Regions from separate parts of the Gossypium hirsutum genome. Here region 2 is linked to region 1. A link is a contact called in public Hi-C data. All regions are on one chromosome and are shown on one strand. The core of a region is the stretch at or near the end of the contact, and the rest is flanking DNA. Distances in the headings are between cores, read along the strand shown. Region 1 holds the start of LOC107951774 (indole-3-acetic acid-amido synthetase GH3.6). Region 2 has its middle 5.8 kb from the start of LOC121214233.

Evidence for each region. A called contact is a pair of places that touch in the nucleus more often than the background predicts.
Region 2: a Hi-C map of leaf shows a contact between it and region 1, with 2.7 times the contacts expected there. The contact joins the enhancer-like site here to the promoter of LOC107951774 in region 1. A contact is called at or near these places in 14 of 34 Hi-C or Micro-C datasets (anther, fibers, hypocotyl and 3 more).

The regions. Positions count from the first base shown.
Region 1 is chrD01:8,897,565-8,901,715 of Gossypium_hirsutum_v2.1, reverse strand. LOC107951774 (indole-3-acetic acid-amido synthetase GH3.6) reads right to left here and starts at 2,225. Exons shown (of 3, transcript XM_041086966.1): 1 at 1,720-2,225; 2 at 591-1,519; 3 at 1-472. The coding sequence starts at 2,045.
Region 2 is chrD01:8,941,061-8,945,211 of Gossypium_hirsutum_v2.1, reverse strand. No RefSeq gene overlaps it. Among protein-coding and RNA genes, the nearest start is that of LOC121214233, 5.8 kb to the right of the region's middle. Within about 2 kb of position 2,096, at least 3 of the 9 cell types and tissues checked have an H3K27ac peak or open chromatin away from gene starts, as enhancers often do. A contact at or near this core is called in hypocotyl and leaf, where this site is marked.

The DNA.
Region 1 (4,151 bases), core at 976-3,475:
CATCTTGGAGTCTTGTACTGGTTAATTGATGCACCTAAGCTAATGGCATAATCCATCAGCTTGTCAAATGTCCCTGGTTCAACAACCTTGATCTCAAGAGGTCCAATGGATTTGTCACACACACGCCCTTGGCGGTATACACTGTTGAGGGACTCTTCAATGGTTAAGCAACAGTCCTCAAAAACTGAAGGAGGAATTGGGGTGTTACCATTGAGACTAAGTTCCCAGTACAACACATAGTGGCCTGGAATTGTTGTGGTATCTGCATAACTAGTGTACTCAGCCAATGTTGCACCAAAGGGCAGCAAATGGTTCACTGCATTCTTCACAGCATTTTGAAGTTCAACCTCATCAGTCTTATCTGAATCGATGCACAAAACTACATTTTTCCTGCATATGAAATTGAATTGCGGTGCGTTGTTTTTAAACCCTGCTACCCTTAGCACATCACCAACTCTATAACGATAAAGTCCTGCAAAAGCATTATTTTCAACAGTCAGATACAGACAAGTTATACTACAGTTCTTAAAGTATAAACATGATGTCTCTAAAACTATTCAATAATTCTTAAAAATGTTATTTTGATGTACCTGAATAAGTGGTGACAACAAGCTCATACTCTTGGCCAAGTTTAACATCAACAAGGTCAACCAATTCTTGTTGTTCTTTCTCATTGAGAGTTTTGGGCACAGAAATAGAACTAGTGACGCCATTGTTCCTTTGAACCCGCAAGAATTCAAAGTAGGCCATTGTGGGAACGAGAGTGTAGGAAACTTCACTTGGCTTGCAAAGAGGGTTAAGGTTGACACCAAAATAGCATTCACTGGATGCATACATGGTGCAGACGAGAGGGAGGCCATTGCTGTAGTAATCAAGTGTGGGAATGTACTGTGACATTGTCCCAGTCACAATCACATCCACATATTTTGTATTAGGCCATAACCTTGTGATGATCCCTTGCCATGAATCTTTGCTGCACTCGGCCTCAATGAAATCAGCAAGTTTAGGATCAGGTTTCAGGATTTTCATAACAGCCTCTCTCACAGATTGGTCAGTGATTTGGGAATCAATGGTTCCCGTTCTTATATCTTTGCAAAGGAGACGCCAATGTTTTTCAAGGAACTTGATGGCCCTGATGAAGCCAGAGGCAAAAACAGCACCGACCCTGAGGACCTCTTTGTGTTGGCAAAGTCCACAAAGCATTTGAGAGTACATGCTTTGGTAAGAATCAGGACAAAGGATGGTTTCATTTGGGCTAGTGTAGTTGGTGTAGGGGTCATATGGCCTATTCTTGAAATGGGTGCTTTTGTAGTAGCTAGTGAGAACAGGGCGTGCCACAAGGCCACCAGGTGTCTTAGCCTCGGATTTTATAAACAAAAAGTACATTCCTTTGCCTTCGTCTAGACCAGGGACAAATTGGCTCATAACAGGCATCAGTAAGCTATAGAGCAGTGACCTCCTTCCTAACTCCTCTTCAATTGTTGGCATCAGCTTTCTCTCCCCACCTGATGTCCCAGAGCTGCAAAGAAGAAACCAAGACCATCCGTTTAGCCAAAACCAAAATAAACATGAAATCTACAAGGCAGGCTATCACTGATGTGCTTGTAAAACAGGTAAAGTTTGAAATGGCCTGCCTAGGAGGAGAGGAAACAAAAACAGGAAAAACCTTTTAAAAAAACATAAGCATAAAAAGAAAAAAGGGTTGCTTAGTTTGCTGACCTTGTCAAGAACTCAGAAATGGGGTTGGAAGAAAGTATGGGAGAGGTATCACCATTGGCAATACGGTCAATATGAGGTTGGATATCCTCATAGGTGATGACAGGCATGGTTTTTTTGAAAGTCTCTCTATCAGTGTGACCATTAAGGCCACGTGTTTGCAGGTACTCAACATGAGCATTGCGTGAAAGGATCTCTTCAAGGACTTTCTTTTGAACTTCATCAGCGTTTGAAGTCACATCCTCAATGAACTGAAGGGTTTTCTTGTTCTTCAGTTCCAGGCTGTAATCTGTAGTAGGTTTAAGTGTGTTCTTAGGTGCTTCAGGCATGATTCTGATATTTGTTGTTTGCACTTTTTGAATGGGAAGAAAGGCCTTTCTTTTAAGAGCCAAGAGAGAGAGAGAGAGAGAGAGAGAGAGAGAGAGAGAGAGAGAGAGAGAGAGAGAGAGAGAGAGGAGGGTGTTTGATAGATGAAATGGATGTCTATAGTTTTGGTTTGGGTTTAGGTGTGAGGGAAAAGAAGGAAGGAGTTGGGTATAAATAGATGGAGGATTGAAGTTGCTTGAGCTTTAAAAAATAATGGTACAATTAAGGGTATATACGTCAATTTCTCATTATTATTTATCAATTATTATTATTTTTGTTTTTATTTTTTGCATGCCTTAAGATAAAGAAATTTGAATATTCCCATATGCTTCAATTTTTTTTTCTATCAAAGTAAAACATGCCAAAATACCCAATTCAAGTTCTATCCTTAACTTTGATCAGTTCCCAAGTACCCAATTATCCCATTTTATCATTTTTTTTAAAAAAATATTAATTTTTTATTTAAAAATTTCTATTCACAATTTAATATATAAAAAACCAATTTATTTGATTAAATATCACGAAATTTTCACTTAAAATACATAATTAATTTACTGATTTTTTTCCCAAAGGACAATATACATGCTTAAATACAATTGATAAAGCGTAATTTGATATAGATATGGAGAAAAAGAACCAGTTCAACCGGGTACAAACGGTTGACAGGCAATTCCCGGTAATCCCGCAGTAGAATCACCGGTACAAACGCGCTTGTACCGCGGGTGTCTCAAAAAATACCGGCAGCCAATTTCCTTTAAATTAGGTTTCAAGTAATTGTAAATTGCAATTCCCAGTAAGATATGAAAAAAACGGCGTTTACTTTGAAGTTCTCGCGAGACAATATGTCAATATCTGTTGAAAAGATAAATAGGAGAAGAGAAGAGAAACAAATTATGTGTGTGTGTTAGATGCGTACGGTAAATAATTGGGAGGGGCGCGTTTTCCTTATTATTTTCTTGTTTAAAGGATTTAAGTGGGACCGGCTAGCCAGCTGGCTGCCAAATTTTATAATTTGACACGTGTACGAATGGGAGTTCAGTTCCTTCACGTACTCTATTTTTACTAGGAACCTAATCGGCTGCAAAAACTCGGCTTCTTACATATGTTGTATAATATTACATACTTTATAGGAGTAGTCATGCCCCCAACTTTTACTATACAAATTTCTATTACCACTTTGACTTTGTATTCCTATACCCCTATTTTATTAATAATAATATGTTCGGGCAATCACAAAAGTATTATGGAGGTTTTTGTATTAAAAATTTAATTATATTTTTATTAAAAGGTGTGTAAATTAATATTTATATATTAAATAAAAAAAAGTAAATCGGTCTCTTTCTATTAAAAATTGATATAATTGACGAAATGACTTGATAGTGACACATGGCGTGTTAGGTATATCTGTTAGTACAAAACTCCGGTAAGGAAAAAACTCGAACACACGATCGGAACTCGAAAAGAAAAAGAAGAAATAGGACAGGCTCCAAGGCGTGTATCAAGCCACATCTTTAAGGTTATATTCGCCCCCACTTATCTTCAGTGTGCAAACGAGTTCCAAGCAAATTAACCTCGAGGATACAATGAAGCCAATGACTATTTGCGTTTTGCACTGACGAGAATAGTCCACTATGCACTGAGTAATGTATAACAAAAACTCAATTTTTACAAAGGATTTCTGCAGCAATACTTTATAGAATAATCTAATAATATTAGAAAATGAAGGAAGAGAAGAAATAATATTAGAATTTGTTGATATGATTTCCAAATGAAATCCCATTCCTATTTATAGGAATTTTCATGTCTCTTCATAGAGACATCTTTCAATAGGTGTCTTTATGAATAAATAAATAATAATAATTATTCATTTAATTTTGTAACTATTCAAATAATATTTTTTGAATAGTTATAATTCTTTTTTAAAAAAAAAATCAAATGATATAACTTTTGACCAATGACCAAAAGTTTTATCTTTTGATTAATTACACCCATTCATTTATAGTTATTGGGATACTATAAATATTTGAAAATATTTCAACAATCTCCCCCCATTTTCAAAATATTTAGAT
Region 2 (4,151 bases), core at 847-3,346, 44 kb before region 1:
GATAGTAAAAAAACCTTTCTTGCACCCTATTCACTTATTCAACAATGGTAAAATGCATGGTTAACGTAATGATAAAAATGATAGTTTTGCAAAATAAGTCAACATTGTTGATATTAATTCCGAGATACTTTTAAGTAAAAAGTGATAGTATAAGAGAAAAAACTCAAGAGTTTAAACTTAAATTTTTCACTATAAATGTAAATATTATATCTTATAATTATACCCAATATTTAAAAAAAAATTCATCACAAGAATAATGTGAGATGACAAGGGTTTATCTTAGCTTAACCAGTGGTTGAGGGTTTGATCCGCGTCTTGGGTATAGAGCAGTTTTAAAACTCCTGGCTAACATTTACTCCTTAATGGGTCTACAGATGCCAATGATTAGTTACTGGGCTCGCTCCGTAAAATACCTTAAAATAAAAAATCTAACTCGATGATTGCAAAAATTATTTGGAAAATGAATCTTAAATAAACCAAACTGATGGGCACACTTTTAAAATTATCCAAGAAGGATATAAAACTCAAAAACAAATTCTCTACTTATTATCGACTAAATACGTTACCTATATTATATATATTCATAGCTTTGGGATGTTGTGAGCTACTGAGAATACGTCATTTTAGTTCATTTGGCATATATCTGAAAAGCATGTAGGAAGAATGAATATTATATGCCAAACTAAAACATGATAAAATTGTGTTATTATTATTAATTTTCAAAATAACATACATTATGAGGTGTTTTTTAAAATAATTTTATACAAAATATAATTTTTTTTATGCATGAAAAGATTTGAGCTGAAATCATCATGAACTTTGATATTTTAATTTTATTGAGTATTCATATATGCATTCATGATTCTCTAGTACTTTACAAGGCTCAGGATTGAGGATGAGGAAATTATTGAGGGAGATCATCTCCAAATTAGCATTTCAATTCAAAGGTATCACTCAACCCTAATCTTCAAACAAAAAGGAATACATTAGAGACATCTGTTGAGGCAACCCAATTTAGATGGCTAGAATATCTTTGTGAAAAATATGTTAATTAGTGTCTCAAGGTGATATTTATATTTTTAAAAATATAACTAAGTTTTTATTTTAGTGTCTGTAGATCTCCATTTACTAGATCTTTTTTCTTACATATAAAATTTAAGATAATTTCATTTTCTGAAAATTGAAAAGTTCACCCTTATATGTTAATTTCTCAAAAGGTGGTCATTATATTTTACCAAACCTAACAAGTCACTTCAATTGTGGATAAATACATCAACTTTAATAGTTAATTTGCTACATATTAATTGTTAGATTAATGATATTACCTAATTCAATTAACTTCTCCATTTTTGTAAAATATGATGACCAAATTCTAACGAATTAAAGTATGCACAATCATCATAGATAGGTTTAAATCTCATAATGCGTAGTTCAGGGGCGGAGTTAGGGGTAGGCAGAGTCTTGCCACCTCTATAATGAAATTTTTTTCATTTAGGTCCCTTTATAATTGATAAAATTTTAAATTAGTAATAGTAAAATTATACTTTAACCCTCTAAAAATGATAAAAAATTTGATTTAATCATTTAAAAATTATATAAATAAAGATTATTAAAATTGTGAAGTTACATTTTCACTATAATAAAAAATATACAATTTAATTCCGTCAAAGAAATTTTTTTAGCTTCATCCTTGGGGTAGTTGATATAAATAGGTTATATTCTTAGTATAGTTATATTTTATGATTTTTCAATATATATTTGTAATTATATTATATTTATAGGGATAAACCAGTAATTTCCTAAATTGAAATAAGATATATGATTGAATTTTTGCAACGAAAAAAGAAATGGTGATTATTTTGAATTGAGTTCAAAACTAAAAATAAAAGCATTTTCCATAAGAGATAAGACCAACAAAATCTAATATATCTAGTTTCGCTTGTGTCTTCCAACCTTCCCAAAGTCTTCACAACAAACGGCAAAGATGGCGTCTAATTTTTTAAATATATTTTCCAGGTGGGCCCAAGTGAAAAAAAAAAACCCACGTGGATGCTTGTGCAGTTATTGATCTCAAAAGCACCATGTGGGCCCACATTGCACCATGTATGTAGTCAACGGTTATTGCTTGCCACGTGGCAGGATATTGTGAGACGGCCCCCTACATCAAATATTATTTATTTTCTTTAAAATTGTAAAATTTCCCGGATTTTACGCTTCTAGGGAACCGTGACCAGCATGGACTTTGGGTCCCACTATGCTAAGTGGGCCGTAGATATACGAGTACACGTGGCGTTGTCTCCTTACCTTTTTCTTCAACTCCGACTCGCCGATTTATTGTCTAATCGTGCTAAATTCATCAGTTTTTCTTTTAAAAAAAATTCTTTTTAGGGATTTTTAAAATTATTCATCAATATAACGGTTTAAATCAAAATATAACTAAATAAATTATGAGATCCATATGTTGACAATTATATATAGCGAAAAATTCAAAGTTGTATTATAATGGCAATGCTACTTTAATCTCAATTTATGTAGAGAGTGAATAATCACATTCATGGTGATGCGTTGGAATTTGTGACTATGAAAAAGAGGTTTGTCTTTCATCTTTAACTTTTACTCCATTTAAGGGGTTGATTTTAAGCTTTCCTAATGGGGTAAGTAGAGCCACACCGTGAACAACACACATATAAAAATATATTCCATGCTTAACTCATTTCATTAATAAATGATCACTTCAATAATTTAATCGAAGTACCGTTTGATTTCTTTCCCCTCTACATAAAATCATTGGTGAAGTTGCTTTCAAATGTCTTATTTTATGCCATGGGAGTGGATTGTTAGCCCCTACCTACAAAGAGGGATTGGTGTGCAACATTATGTTGGCAAAGTGGCCCTATTTGACAAACAGGGTTCGTTGAGATTGGATAAGGGAGGGAAAGCATGGTTAAAGTGACAAATGAAGGCTTTTACTAGTGGAATTATGTAAGCAACAACCCTTGCATTATAGAGAAACAAAGATGCTATGATCTTTATACCACTTCTTCTTTACCTCATTTGTTCCCATATTGAATTAAGGAAATTTCACCACCTACTTTAACTTCTGCCCTAAAACTAAAGTGTTCAATTATTTTTTTCCACAACTCCATATTCCAGAAACCCCAAATCATCTCTGGTACTTTTCTCTGATTTTTTAGAGTTTTCTTTTCTCACATCGCATCATGAGAATTCCTTTTCAAGTTGGATCTCGAGTTTTTTCCACCAACAAAACAGCATTGTGTTTGAAAATTATCTAATAATTAAATTTGGATGTAATTGCTAATAATTACTTATATGGGGCATGTTTGGTTAACAATACACTTAGTAAATCCCATTGAATTGAGTGTACTCGAAGCACTCCAATTACACTATTTCATTCTTAGGAGAATGTGAAATTGAGTAATTACATGAATAAATTACAAATAATCATACTCAAATCCATTTATTCTATTACTTTTTAAACACGCTTGTACATGGTTTAAGTCTAATAATTTTTAATATAATAATAGTATTATAATTTTAGGATATATATTTTATTTTTAAAAATATAATTATATGTTATTTTATTAACCTCATTTAAATAATCTAAAATTTTTATTGACGAGAAATGTTTTTTTAATACAATTTGACTTACTAAATATTTTACTAAATTATATATTATTTATTTTACATGATTTATACTAATTTTAACAAAATTATATAGCATTAATTTTAAATTTTTTATATTTAGCCAAAGACTCACTGACGATTACAAGAGATTTATGTTTCATGTTAGAGAAGGAATAACTTAACAAATATGGAGGGCTAGGGTAATTAGATACAATTGCATAGGGTGCTTATTTTTCTTGTTAATTTTTTTAGTAATCATACTGTCAAATACTTTCTTGGTCTAACATATTACATATGAAAATCGTTATTTATTTAAAGAATTTTCTTTTCAAATATTATTAATGATTTTTCGTAATAATCATTACTCTTTTTCAGAAATTAAATTTATATAGTTGTGCAATTACAATTTATATTACCAAACATAACATACAAAATTACAGTGTAATTGCGCTCTATCAGCCAAACATGTCTAGAGAATTAAAATTTCTTATCATTACAAAAGGGTA